Linked DNA regions of Mus musculus: region 2 is linked to region 1. Evidence: chromatin contacts called from public Hi-C data. All regions are on one chromosome and are shown on one strand. The core of a region is the stretch at or near the end of the contact, and the rest is flanking DNA. Distances in the headings are between cores, read along the strand shown. Region 1 overlaps Tab2 (TGF-beta activated kinase 1/MAP3K7 binding protein 2). Region 2 overlaps Ust (uronyl-2-sulfotransferase).

Region 1 (6,920 bases), core at 2,079-4,578:
AAAACATTAAAGCCTTGAGGAACTTGAGCTGGTGCTGTCTGTGGCTCTTGCTGAAACAGTTCGTTATTGGACTGCCCACCGTGAAGCTGTCCATCACTAACGCTGTGTGTTAAAGTCCTGCTTCCATTCACTCGACTTCCTTCTCTTCCATGGTGGTAAACATTCTGTGACTGCAAGTCCAAGTTGAGAGAAGTCATGTGATTGCGTAGACCAGAAATTCCAGACTCATCTGAAAAATTCAGGTCTCCTTCACCATAAAGATACCTTGTACTCTCCTGAGAGAGAACAGCGCAGCAGGCATCCAGGTTATTATTGTTCTACAGAGCAAAATAAGGACAGGTTAATCTTAGTCATGAGAAGTGAATACACAGACTATCATTACCACAGAAATACACAACTAACAAGTGAACAGATACTATAATCACAAGAGACATCTTTTGATTTGAGAACTATTTTAGGTTTATTAACTCTCACTATTAGTGTAATGGAAACATTTACTAGTAACAAATAAATGTAAACCAAATAAATCATGGTCTAAGAAGCTACTTAGTAAATGGATGGATCCAAATACAGTAAAATGCAGCCTAATTAAAATACAATTTTTACAATGAACAAAGTAATCAACTTTAAGAATATAATAAGGTATAATTAAATTTCTTTTTAAAGTGAAATGATAAGATGCAAAGTTCTTCAAAGCACTTAAAAAAGAAGTGAGCATTTATAGAGCCAATTGTTACACGGTTCTACCTGTGCTTCTTCCTCTTGTAAAACCATCCACAAATGAAATATAAGCACAAAGTAGCCAACAAAAGAACTGAGTTCATGTCTCTGCCTTCAACAGAGCCTAACAAAAACCCATTCCAGAGCAATATGCAGAAAGAAGCAAAACCCAAAACAAAGTGTTTTTAAACGAAGTACCACACCATTGGTCATAAATTCTCCAGAAAAATACTTATTGGAAATCAATCATATATGCAGCAATCTTTGAGCTTGTGGAAGATTTGAGTTTTCATCCCACTAAAGAGCCTGTAACTCAATCAGGTTGACAGTTTTGGAAAATGGCAGTGGTCAGTTCTCTCAGTCCTGACCTCTCCAGCCAAGGACAGTTAGCTAGGTTTAGAATACTCCAGCTAAATTCTAAGTATTTATACAATACCACAGACAGGTAGGTATAGCTCTCACCTCTCATCAAAGCAGTTTCTTTTTGCAGCAGAGACCATTACATAAATTTACAACTGGTCAAAATGCAGAGAACTATGGGGTGGGTGCCTGGCATCAATGGGTACATCTACAGCACAACCTCTAACCACAGAACAGAGGATGGTGCAACTTTAGGAGCTAGTGGACCAGGACGCCTGCTGTCCTGTGGTCTTCTGGAACCACAGGGAGGCTACGTGCATGAAATCCTAACATTATAGCTGCCTAAATAAGACCGGCACAATGACAATACCACTTAACATGTCAGCATGGACAGGGAAGCTGTACAAGGCACCATCCCTAGATGAGGAGCTATAGGCAGTCAATGGCTGCTGAGAGAGGGAGACTCAGTCTTCTCCAGGGCTGAGCCCTTCAATTCCAAGTGCTCAGCCCTAAACACATGCACACGAGAGTGAGACAGCTCAGTGACCTGTTCCGAAGAGACAACACGGAAAGCTCCAGAAAACTACAGTAGACGTTTCTCTCATCTCAGGCCCCTTCTCATGAACATGTGTTCACATCCTTGTACCTATACACATTAATATACACATTAATGTATACACACACACACACACACACACAGCCCTGGATTAATGAGTTAGATATTGCTTGATGGTTCACAGAGCACACACAAGTTGGACAAGAGAAAACAGTCAAACAACCCTCCCCAAAACAAAGCCAATACTAACATAGAAACTCTAGGTTCTTGGTGAAGGGAATGGTAGAGTTAGGTTAACTATGTTCCAACACAGTGAATGGAGCATCTCTAGCTGTAGTAAAGGTTCACATTGGAAACTTCGTAAAATGCATGGTTGGGCTTAAGTAATGGAGGATTTAAAGAAATGAACGGCACTACAGTTTGTTATTATAAGCAGCCGAGAGAGCTACTGAACCCAGATGAACAGAGAAGTAACAACAAAAGAGTATTTTGGGAAAAAAAAATCCTGTTAGTAGATAAGATGTAAGGAGATGCATATTCTTTTGACAAAGCAGCCAGTTAGAAGGCAGGCAATAATAAGTATCTGATAATGCAGGTGAGTAACAAGAGACCAACTAATACATCTTGGACATGGGAGAAAAAAATCGGAGCACTGGATGGAAAATTAGGAGCCAAAAAGAAATCAAGGATGTTAAAATGTCTACCAGCAATCAGATAAAATCATGCCAGAACTTTCATTAGGAAATGATGGTCCACACACACCATTTGAACAAGGAGAGCAAACAAGAAGAAAGAAATGACTGATACACTTCCCCCTTCCCCCAGTGATCCTGCCTCTGGAATGCTTGGTTTGTCTTCTCAATACATCAAGATTACACTCAAGTATACATTAGAGTTCTTTATTTTTTGAAAATACCCTAAGCAGTTCTATAAAAGACTTTAAGTTTCATTCCCAGTTTTCTGATTTTTAAAATATAACTGGTTGCAGGGCAGTGGTGGCTCATGCCTTTAATCCCAGCACTCAGGAGGCAGAGACAAGTGGATCTCTTAAGTTTGAAGTCAGCCTGGACTACAGAGAGAAACTCTGTCTCAAGACACCAAAAAAGAAAAAAAAAAAATCACTGAACTATAAGTGTTCTAGGTAGTTCTCTCAATATCAAATCTGTGAAATTTGTTAAAGAAATTACATTATTTTTCTATTAGTTTTTCAATGACTCCCTAAACACCCTTAGAATAGCTTTATTTTCCTACACATTTCTACCTTCTATCTAACTAAAAAAGTGAGACTTACCCCTCTTCCCAGTTTCTGGCTCTTTTCCCACCTTCTTCAAACTTTGACTCCTACTTTATTACTTTTATGCTGGTTGGTCTCTGTCTACTTGACACAAACCTAGACAAATCTGGGAGTAGAGATCTCAGCCGAGGAACTGAATCCACCAGATTGACCTGCAGGCAAGTCTATGGGATATTTTCTTGATTAAGGAATGCTGTTGGAGGGCACCAGCCCTGGGCAGGTAGTTAACAGTTGCTTAAGCAAGCAAACTGAACAAGCCAGTTAGCAACACTCCTTCATGGCACTGCTTCAGCTCCTGCCTAGAGTTTCTCCCTTGGGCTCCCTCAGTGATAGACTAATCTGAGAGTATAAGATGCAATTGAACCCTTTCTTCCCCTAGTTGCTCCCCAGCAATAGAAACCCAACTAAGACACTTCCCTTTTCTCTTTCTTTTTTCCATTACATTCTACATTGATAAGTGTGAACTAACTACTGACTCATTTACCAAATATTTTAATGGGGAACTTCCATTACTGTTACTCTTTTTAGAACTGTGAGTCACGTATCCTAGCAGTTAATATACCTGGATTATATATAATTCATCTTGAAGAACATGGAAAAAAATTTTAAATGGCAAATATATAATAACCTGTATTTACACTGCCAAGAAACAATAATATCTTCATTTAGAAAGGATTCACTTAGGAAGATGATTGGTGGGACTCAAACTAGGTTAAGGCTGAAAACATACAGAACAACTCAAAATACAGATCAAAGATGATAAGGGTATGAGTGACATATATGTAGTCACTATAAAATAGGATAAAAATTTCATACACTATCAAACTTTATAAATAACCTTTCAAATTTTGAAGGATCTTCAAAACGCCTTTTGGGAGGAAGATTTCCAGGTTAAATGAATGGCCAGCTACAACTATCACTAAATACTAAGAATTATGGATTTCTAGAATTTTGTATACTAAGAAAATGTAGAAATTGGAGAGATTAATTGGAAAATTTATAAAGTAAACTTAGAAATATAAAAAACATTTTTCTTCATAATTGGGAAGTTATGCACTGTTCATACAAATCCCTCATGTCAGAGATAATAGACTGACATGCCAACACTGTTTTGACAAATGTACCAATCAACAGAAGAACAAGCTTTCTGACTCAATTATTTTTCCCCCATTTCCATACAAAGATCTGGGATTTCACAAATCTGACGAGAGGATGAGGAAAAGGGAACAAGATTATAGAAAGCAGAACTCTTGTCTATAGGGCAGACAAGGCCTGTATTACAGGCAGGCACTGAGAACCCTATTTTGCCAGAGGCCATGTTACTATGAGACACCAAAGATCATTTTTCATTACAGCACAGTAATGCTAACAGAGTTTTTCTCCAATATCTAAAAACCACCAGGTTAATATTATAAATAGTATTGTATCAATAAATCAAAAAATCATTGAATACTAACCTGTAACATGCACCTGGATACAACAACTTCAGGCACTTCTGGGAATTTTTGTCGCAGGTCATGTAAAACCTGAAAATCAATTTGGTGGCTTCCTTGGGCCATTCGTATGTCGCCTGCTCAGGTCTATCTCAATAGGCAATTCTAGGCCTGAGTGGAATTAGTACTCATCTCTTCTGGCCAAGCATTTTCTGTGAAAGAAAGAAAAATTATTGAGAACTGATTTTAGAATGAATGTTGCTATAGATTTATAATCACAGCTCTTAACTATAAACTATAAAAGTGTTACTTAGGTTTAATGATTTTCATATAGCTATACATACTTTTGTTTCTAATAGACAATTTTGAAATGATCTAATTCCTCCATATTTGTATGTTCTACAATGGCAGAAGATGCATCTAATTAGGAATCTGCTGGGATGCTGTCTAGTCTTTCCTCGTTCTTTTAGGGAGACTCAGGATCCCCTAACCTTTTTTAATGAGTACACGGGAGAGCCTTAGGTACAAGACCTTCCTTGTTTTACTTAAAACCTTCAAGAATGTGGTTCTAAAAGACCACATGTGTTTTATCTAAAACTTAATGCTGCTATCTATATGTTGCTTTACATTCAGCTCTGAAATGCACAATCAACTCCTCTACACAAAATAACTAAGTCTTTTCTACTTCAGCTCTCCATTATCACTCACATGGGCAGTCATTCTCTTCTTCATGCTCATCTACCACCAAGTCCTGTGTTTCGTTTCAAAAGTATTTTGTATCTGATGATTCTTTCTCACCCCTACTGCTTTTTTCTGGCCACCTTATTCCATCTTAGCTATTACTGTAAGTCTCCTACCTCTGCTCTGTGTCAGTTTCCCTGCCTCCCACATCCTCAGTCTTTCCCCATAAACGATCTTTGTGAACAGTACAGCAGAGTAGCCACTCTCCCACCCGTGTGGCTTAAAACTGCATACCATGCGGCCTCTTGTTAACTACCACATTCCTGTTCCCTCTGTTGCTAATGGGCGTCCGTCCGGTATGGTATATCTTTGTTGAGGCTTTTGAACTGAATCCCCTCAGATCCTTGAAGGCTCTGTCTACTTCCTTACACTCACTATCAAGTGCCTCCCACTGAAAAACAGGTTCCCTAACCATTTTTCTTTTGTTAAAAAAACAAGCCGGGCGGTGGTGGCGCACGCCTTTAATCCCAGCACTCGAGAGGTAGAGGCAGGCGGATTTCTGAGTCCAAGGCAAGCCTGGACTACAAAGTGAGTTCCAGGACAGCCAGGGCTACACAGAGAAACCCTGTTTCAAAAAAACAAAAAAACCCAAAAAACCAAAAAACCAAAACAAAAAACCAAACCAAACCAAAAACATATCCACATACTACTTTTTCCTCTGTGACATTTATAAGTGACCTCTAGAGGATCAAGACCTCTAAGATTAACCACTGTATTCCCAAGACTAGACCAAATCTAGGTTCATAAAAGATGCAACATCATTAAAGGAAAGTTTTACTGTAAAGTTTCTTTTCCATTACAGTTTCTAAAGCACATTTCAAATGACTTAAACCCAGAAAAATAATTTACAGGCAATATTAGGAATGGGAAAATAAATACCTAAATGAGAAACACCTTCATTAACTAAAGATGAAGAATGAAAACGAATTCTAATCTCTTCTATCATTAAAGCATACACAGCATGTTACCGTTGGCTTGCTTTTCTACACACTGAGGACACAAAGGAGAAACATTCAAATGCCCAACTATACTTTATGCCTACTTTCTGAGAGGTCAGAGCAGATCATGGAGGAAGAGGGACTTGAATTGGAAGGCTAATCTTGTGTACTCTCTCTACACTAGGTTTGCTCTCTGAACTACACATATGAGAGAGACACTTGGAACAGCCAGGTTCAGGTTAGAACAGCCAATCTGAGATCCCAGGGTTTATAGTTTGGGTTCAGCATAGTTAACTGTCCCCTAAAACAAACTAAGTATCACTATCCGCTGGGGAAACATAGAAGAATCCAGACTTTCTACATGCCATCCTTGTCCTTAATTATATTCTAAATGATTAAAATCAAACAGGAAAAACTAATCCACACTTAAGAAAAAGACAACCAATGGAGAACAGGCCCAAAATGACTTAGCTACTGGATTTAGCAATATGGACTTGAAAGTAGCTCATGACTGCAAGGGTGAATATACTTGGACTTCTCAGGAAATAAGTGGAATATATTTTTTTGTATTCACATATATGAAATTTGTATGTAAGACCTATTTAAGAACTAAAAATATGTGAAACAGAACTCCACTGGACATGCTTATCTACAGTAGAAGAGAAGAAAATCACGCAGTCTGGAAGATGGACAGAGCTGTAAGTGGAACGGGGCTTCCAGACCCTTTGGATGCAGTAGGCAGTACCAAAAGCTTTTAATGTCCTTGTAATTAGAGACTGGAAACCAGGACACATGTAAGTATAGAAACAAACAGACAAACCTTATGGAAGTGTGGTTAAATTTTTCTCAAGTTAGTAAATGTTGCAAATTTACAGATT
Region 2 (6,920 bases), core at 3,007-5,506, 320 kb after region 1:
TAGCAATAAATGGCACGGTGTTTGGAAGACCCACATAACCACACTCACGGTGGCTAGCAGCCTACAGAGCTGAGACTGAACGGAGATTGGAACAGTAAAGGCCAATTCCTGGTGCACATCTTTTTTGAATATATTGGGTCTTATCTAAGGGTCTTAGTTCACTTTAATGAACAGTTAAAAACAAGGTAAGACTCCAAGAGCAACGACTGCTCTTCCAGAGGTCCTGAGTTCAATTCCCAGCAACCATATAGTGGCTCCCAACCATCTGTAATGGGATCCGATGCCCTCTTCTGGTGTGTCTTAAAGACAGCTCCAGTGTATTCATAAATAAAATAACAAACAAACAGACAGACAGACAAACAAAGACTCCAGGAATCTGTGCTTTGATACGCGGTCCCGGTCATGTCTGCTTGACCAAACGTGGAGGTGAGCAGCCTAAACTCCCACTGTCTCCTCACCATCAGGGTCACACTGGATTTCTCCGTAGGTTTGTGGAGAAGAGATGAATGCACTAGACACGGTCCACATGGCACCACTTGGCAGATGGTAATGCCAGTGTCTGACTTTTTTTTTTTTTTACTGTACCCTTTTACAGTTTGCTACTAGACAACTTTGTAACACTAGACAAACTAGGGCATCGTAGCCCGACAGAAACTTCTGAGGGCCTACAAAAACACAGACCAAGAAATGAAATGTCTACTTGAAAAAGATTTGGCTAGAAAAAATTAGAACATTCGGCTGTACAGCGCTGAGTCAGACAAAAATGGGTTAGAGAGCTGCACCACCCACTCCTCGCCTGGGCTATGTGCTGCCTCTCCCCCATTCCTCTGTGCTTGGATGTGATCTCTATGCAGAGCCAGTGAAGGGGGTAAAGCCACAGCCCAGAGTACAGAGACAGTCCTCAAGTTCTCTGTCAAGAGCCCCATCTGCATCCTGGGTGGGTAGAGGCATTGTGGCATAGGCCATGAATGGTAGAAGACTAGGAAGGCCTTATTAATATCAGCTGCCCATCTCCAGGGTCAGGTCTAATCTTGGCTCATGCTTTAGAAGTGGGGCAGCTTTGTAAATGAGCAGGGAAGTCTACAATTGTAACGTATGAGGTATAAAGTCATCCCTTGGTCATCATCTCACGCAGTGCAAAGCATGCGACTGTCAGTGTGATTGAAAACAACTTGGGGTGGAAGCCATTACATTCTAAAGCAGAGGAAAATAACCTCAGAACACAGATGGCTGCTATCTCCTCCACTTCTCTGCCATTAGACAGCTTTCATTAGGGGAAACGACTCATAAACGGGGAAACTTTCCCAGAACACTGCAAATTTGGAAGGTATGGTGGAGTGTGCATTTGGGGTTCTCTGTAAGGGAAAATTGGGACCCAGAAAAGATCAAGGCCCAGGGATGAAGGATGGGTTAGAAGAAAGTGGTCTAAGAAGAGGATCCCAGGGTTTCTAGAGGACCAGGCCAGGGAGGGATGGGAGCAGCTAGGGAATCCTCAATTCCCTCACCACTGGGCATGGCAATTTTGGAGGTCGTTGGCTGGCGTCTAGAGGAGGAGAGGGAAATCCCAGAAGTCACTGCCAGGCCCACAGAAACTGATGGGTGCAGGCAGAGAAGCTGGAAGGACATCGAGGGAGAAGAACTTTGGGTGCAAAAGCTCAAGACTGGGAATTGCCCCCAAGCACTGAAAGGAAGCGAGAGCCTCTCCAGTCAGGATAGGAAGCGGGCAGGGCAGCACACCCGAGACTGGTGTGGATGACATGGGTCTATGTTACATCACAGGAAGGGTAGATGCTGTGGCCTTGTACAGACTGAGGCAAAGAGAAGTGTCACTGAACCTGAGAGGACTCTGGGCTCAACTCGGGGAGTCAGGACCAGCAGGCATGAGCCGCTGCAGGCTGCAGTAACCTGCTCTGTTTTGCATACCATGAAGGCTTCCACACCCATGTGACAAACTCCTACACAACCTTTAAGCCAGGGCCTGAATACCCCTACTGGAGTCATGTGACTCCAGACTAAGGGATGCTATTGTACTTGGTTTATTTTTCACACCACCCTGTCCCAGGGCTGGCAGAATTCAGATATCTAGATTTATATCTACACATGTTTAACGTGTTCAATATTATTAGAAAAATCAATGTTCTCAGCTGAGTCCTCTGTGTCGCCATCACTGTAGAGACACCTCACAGAAGACACTCTAACCTAGAGGAAGAACGGCCTTAAAGCAAGAGCAGCAGACAAGCAAATGAAAACTAGGTTTGAAAACAATATAGTCATGGTCGGTGCTATTTCCAATAAAACAAGCAACAAGAGGAAGCAGATAAAACACACAGAGAGAGGAAACTTGCCTTCCCCCCCCCAGCCCCAGTGTGGTGTGTGTGTGTGTGTGTGTGTGTGTGTGTGTGTGTGTGTGTGTATGTGTGTGCCCGAGTTAGGCTCTCATCTAAGCTTTCCTAACATATGCATAGAGACTGCAGGCACATAAGATAACAGTCCTATAAGCTGTATTGGGGTGCCAGGCTGCAGTTACAGGGTCCCATCAGCCCTTGCAGGAATCTATTCTCTAAATATAGCACTCCAGGCTTCTGAGAGCAAAGGCAGAGAAGCTCTTCCAGGCAGTGGAATTTTCCACTTTGCCCCACAGCCACTGATGCGTCATCGGTTGTACCTAGGATCTAGAACTTCCCTCTATCTCCCTCGGCCATCAGAAGGTGCCACATTTTCAAAGTGGCTTAACCAGAGGTGACCTGTGGACATTTCTTTCTTGTTTACTTTTCTTCCAGTATTAGGACTCGAACCCATGGCTTCATGCTGCCAGGTAACTATACCCTCAGACCTTATGATTTCCTTGTGGTTTTCTTGCATAAACTTTACTTTGACTGCGACCATTTACAGATCTTGTCTTCAAGCTTTCGCCTTCAGTGGAAACACACCGTGAACGCGTAACAACCATGAGCCCGTGATGGTGAGGAGGATTTTTTAGAAGGACTCGGCTTTGTGGTGTTTTGTGGTGGTTCTGGGAACTCAGGCTTGAATGTCACCTCTGTTACTTGGGGTCGTAGCACTGTACATGGGACTCGCTGACTGGGCGAGGGTTACGGCCCCTTTAAAGCCAGGATCCTTGTTTAGGAAAGGGAAAGAAGATTTGCTTCCTCACCTTAGAGGATTCACTCAAAACCCAGCAAGGCTGGCTATGTGGAGCTGTGTGAGCTTCTGAAATTCGATGCACATGACCCCTCTTTAGACGCTGTGGCAGGTTTGTGATCCAGGACCATACTCAAGAAAGGATAGATCATGAGTCTGCTTGTTTGAGCTTGGATAGGTACACATAGACACACGTAGACACAGATATATATATATACACAAAAGGATACACATATACACAGACATATACACTCATATAGACACACACAGAGACACATACAGATAGACATACACACACATTCATATATAGACAAACACACAGAGACCCATACATAGGCATTCACACACACAGACTCACAGACATACACACGCACACACGTACATACACAGTCACACAGATTTCATAAATACACATACACTCATATATAGACATACACATGCACAGACACACATACATACATAGTCACATACAGACATACACAGATACACAGACACATACAAAGACACACACAGAGACACACAAATACGCACACATACATACCCACATGTGATCCACTGTTAATATTATTAGAATCTGAGCTTAGGACTGAGCTAGTGAAAACTATCTGGAGACTATGGATAGGAGATGAAGCATGAGAAGAGAGGGGTCATACTATCAGCAATGATAATTATCTAAAGAACTTCATTGGCTTCTGAAGTTATATTAATTTCTTCTGGCATTATTAAATTACTTTAAGGTTCCAGGAATTTTCAAAGCTTTTGTTTTAGGTCAGCAACAATAGAAAATATGAAATAAAAATGGAAATGAAAGATGAAAGGCAGCACCTGTTTAATATGGGTATTTTAGAATTGTAGATAGGTGTGTTCTGAACTAACAGTACATATACATGTGTGCATAAACATCACATAGAGACTAACTGGAGATGAACATATTTGATTGTGAACTCCTACACCTCCAATACCAGTGGCTCCCATAAAATGCAAGTTAGATGTCTAAAGTTAGTGAAATTTCAGGTTGTTTGAACTGGGCTCGCATATCTATGTTCAGACAGTAAGGATGATTCCTCTGCTCTGCAGGGGCTGAGTTTTGACTGGAAACCATGGGTATCTCCTGGAGAAAATAGAGCAATGCTGCCCCCTGCTGGAGAAAGGCTAACAGTGCCTTAACATTCTGATGGATGTTTGGCTATGGAAAACAAACTAGCAAGACAGAAACCGTGAATCTCCCTTCATTAAAATCATCATCATTGTAATAAATATTTGCATTTGGGCATGCATTATCTATTAAATGGCAGGTACACCGCAAGACCCAAAATTCAGCACCAGTTAAGGGGAACTGGTCCCGAGTCAAATCTCAATGGTGGACTTCATTTCAAAGTCCTAACTCTCGGACATTTCTGGTAAGAATTCAGACAGTTTAAGCAAGTTCCTACTGACTTGGATGATATGTGCTCTTTATCTGCTGATCAGGCATGTCAGTGTGGCAGTGTTTCCAGTTAAGGGTCTCCCTTGAGAAACACAAAATTCCCCGGAAGAGAATGCTTCCCCTTCTCCTAAGACAGAAATAGAGAAGTGTAATGTCTTCACGGCAGAAGGGCCATAGTCACAGATCAGCTGTAACTGATGAGCTAAGATGACACTCCTCCTTTCCTCTTCTCTTAGTCTTGCCCATTTGCTCGTCCCACCTCTCTCTCTCTCTCTCTCTCTCTCTCTCTCTCTCTCTCTCTCTCTCTCACACACACACACACACACACACACACCTCATCTTCTGCCTTCCTTCACGCTTCCCTCCTTTTCTGGCTATAGAGATTACAGCGAAATCTAAAGTCATGTTTTTTCACAGCTATGCCTGATGATAGCTCATCACTGAATGCTCAATATATCTTAAGGACTATGGATTCTGCCCCTTTAAGATAGGTAACATTTATGCACATTATACAGACGGGGAAGGCTGAGGCTTCAGGTGGGTACCTTGCCATGGCCATACTGCTAATAAGTGACCATGCCTTCTGACAACCTTTAGTTAACCACCACGATAAACACAGATGGCATGGAGAATGAAGACTAGAAATGACCAGCAGGGAGATCTTTGCCTTGATCACCCTGGTAGCAGCAGCCCCAAGGAAGATAGAATTCTGGACAGTGAGCCCTCTCTAGGCTGCAGATACAGATGGATGATCTCCATCACCACACAAAAGGCACTGTGGACTACCCAGGACTACGAGAGGACTGTGGGAACTGGGGGCTGAACAAGGAGCTCAAAAGCACACCGCATGAGACCTTAGATCTCAGCGAGACAAACCCTGAAGGTCACACAGTAAGAATGTCACTGTTCAGGCTACACATCTGACCCAGGGCAGAGAATATGCCAGGAGAGCTTCCTGGCTCAGGTTAGCACTCTTTCATAAGAATGACTTTTAAAAAATAATTATTATTCATTTATTTTATAAGTACACACCAGAAGAGGGCATCGGATCCCATCACAGATGGTTGTACACCACCGTGTAGTTGCTGGGACTTGAACTCTGAACCTCTGGAAGAGCACTCAGTGCTCTTAACTACTGAGCCATCTCTCCAGACTTCAAGAATGACTTTGGTTATATAGAAACCAAGCATTCATTCAGTATTTGTTTTAATTCTGTTGGATTTTTTTTTCTTTAATTTCTAGATTGGTAAAAACTAGACTTTAAATGGTGTGGTACACCATTTAAAAATTTTCTTTTATGCATCTGTTACTTCTAGCAAATGCTCTCATTTGAATACTGCAATGCAAATTAACTCACAAACACTGTAATACTGATCAAAGACCTTGAGGGGTGGGGTGGGGGTCTAGCGGTCACTTATAGACAATGAACAAGCAAAAAATCTAGCTGGCACAACATTTGACGTGTCCTTTGTCATCCTTACCTGTAAAACGTGCGAACATATTTTCTAAAACAGCCCCTTGTAAATGGACTTAGTTTGCGAGGTTAGTACTTGAGTAGATGGTTTGGAATTTATTTTGATGGCTGCCAACTGTGTTCCCCAAGCCTCCCCTGAATGCCTACTGAGTTTCCCATCATGCCCCAGGGCTTATAATTACAATGGAAACAAGAAGATGAATACTGAAGTAATTCTAGTAATGGAAAGCATTTCAAACACAAGGTAAAAGGAGAGGACACGTGAGTTCTCAAGCTTTTGAAGAAGGAAAGTTATGGGTTTCACCAGGCCACACAGTTCCGTCCACCAGCTAGGTGGCGCTATTGAACAATACTAACTTGGTTACTATTGAACAAGACTAACTCAGTTACTGGTCCCGCCAGAACTGCTTCTATTACATATAGTCAGGTGCTCTTTGTTTTTAAATTAACTTGCTTATTTATTTTAGCTGTTACCATCAATCCCTGCAACTTAGCATGCAAAATGAGGCCTGAGAAATTTCTGTCAGCTCACAGTATGCTAGGTTTGCTTGCTTGCTTGCTTTGGTGGCACTGGCGATCACACTCAGCACTGTGAGCATCGTAGGCAAATGCTCTCCCACTGAACCAACATTTCAGGGCTTGGGAGCTGAGGAAAGGAGACACAGACACATTAAAATTCATGGCTCAGAAATACCGCGGTCTTTCTCTTCCCTTCATCGTAAGGGGCTTCGTACAGAGGGACTATAGACTTCTCTAGGTTGGCTTCTGTTTTTCTTTCAAAGGGGGCAGGGGTAAAAAGTAAAGATCATGGGGATTTAGCAGAAAGAAGAAGGGGTGTGTGATGATCTCATTGTAAACCTGATTGAATTGGGTCATCAT

The links. Hi-C and Micro-C count contacts between places; a contact is called where the count stands out from the background.
Region 2: a contact with region 1 is called in a Hi-C map of bone marrow-derived macrophages, with 21 read pairs. The contact joins two enhancer-like sites. A contact is called at or near these places in 2 of 15 datasets of contacts at CTCF or cohesin (the NIH/3T3 cell line and large pre-B cells), 5 of 484 Hi-C or Micro-C datasets (CD8 T cells, LSK cells, bone marrow-derived macrophages and 2 more), 3 of 115 datasets of contacts at active chromatin or transcription factors (bone marrow-derived macrophages, embryonic stem cells and microglia) and 4 of 9 other capture datasets (adipose tissue, embryonic stem cells, liver and 1 more).

The regions. Positions count from the first base shown.
Region 1 is chr10:7,920,298-7,927,217 of GRCm38.p6, forward strand. Tab2 (TGF-beta activated kinase 1/MAP3K7 binding protein 2) reads right to left here. Exons shown (of 7, transcript NM_138667.3): 2 at 4,388-4,575; 3 at 1-317. The coding sequence starts at 4,489. Among named protein-coding and RNA genes, the nearest start is that of Tab2, 32 kb to the right of the region's middle. Within about 2 kb of position 3,329, at least 7 of the 459 cell types and tissues checked have an H3K27ac peak or open chromatin away from gene starts, as enhancers often do. A contact at or near this core is called in bone marrow-derived macrophages, where this site is marked.
Region 2 is chr10:8,236,180-8,243,099 of GRCm38.p6, forward strand. The region is part of intron 7 of Ust (uronyl-2-sulfotransferase); the gene reads right to left. The region is part of intron 2 of 4930573G07Rik (a long non-coding RNA gene); the gene reads left to right. Among named protein-coding and RNA genes, the nearest start is that of 4930573G07Rik, 30 kb to the left of the region's middle. Within about 2 kb of position 4,257, at least 13 of the 459 cell types and tissues checked have an H3K27ac peak or open chromatin away from gene starts, as enhancers often do. A contact at or near this core is called in bone marrow-derived macrophages, where this site is marked.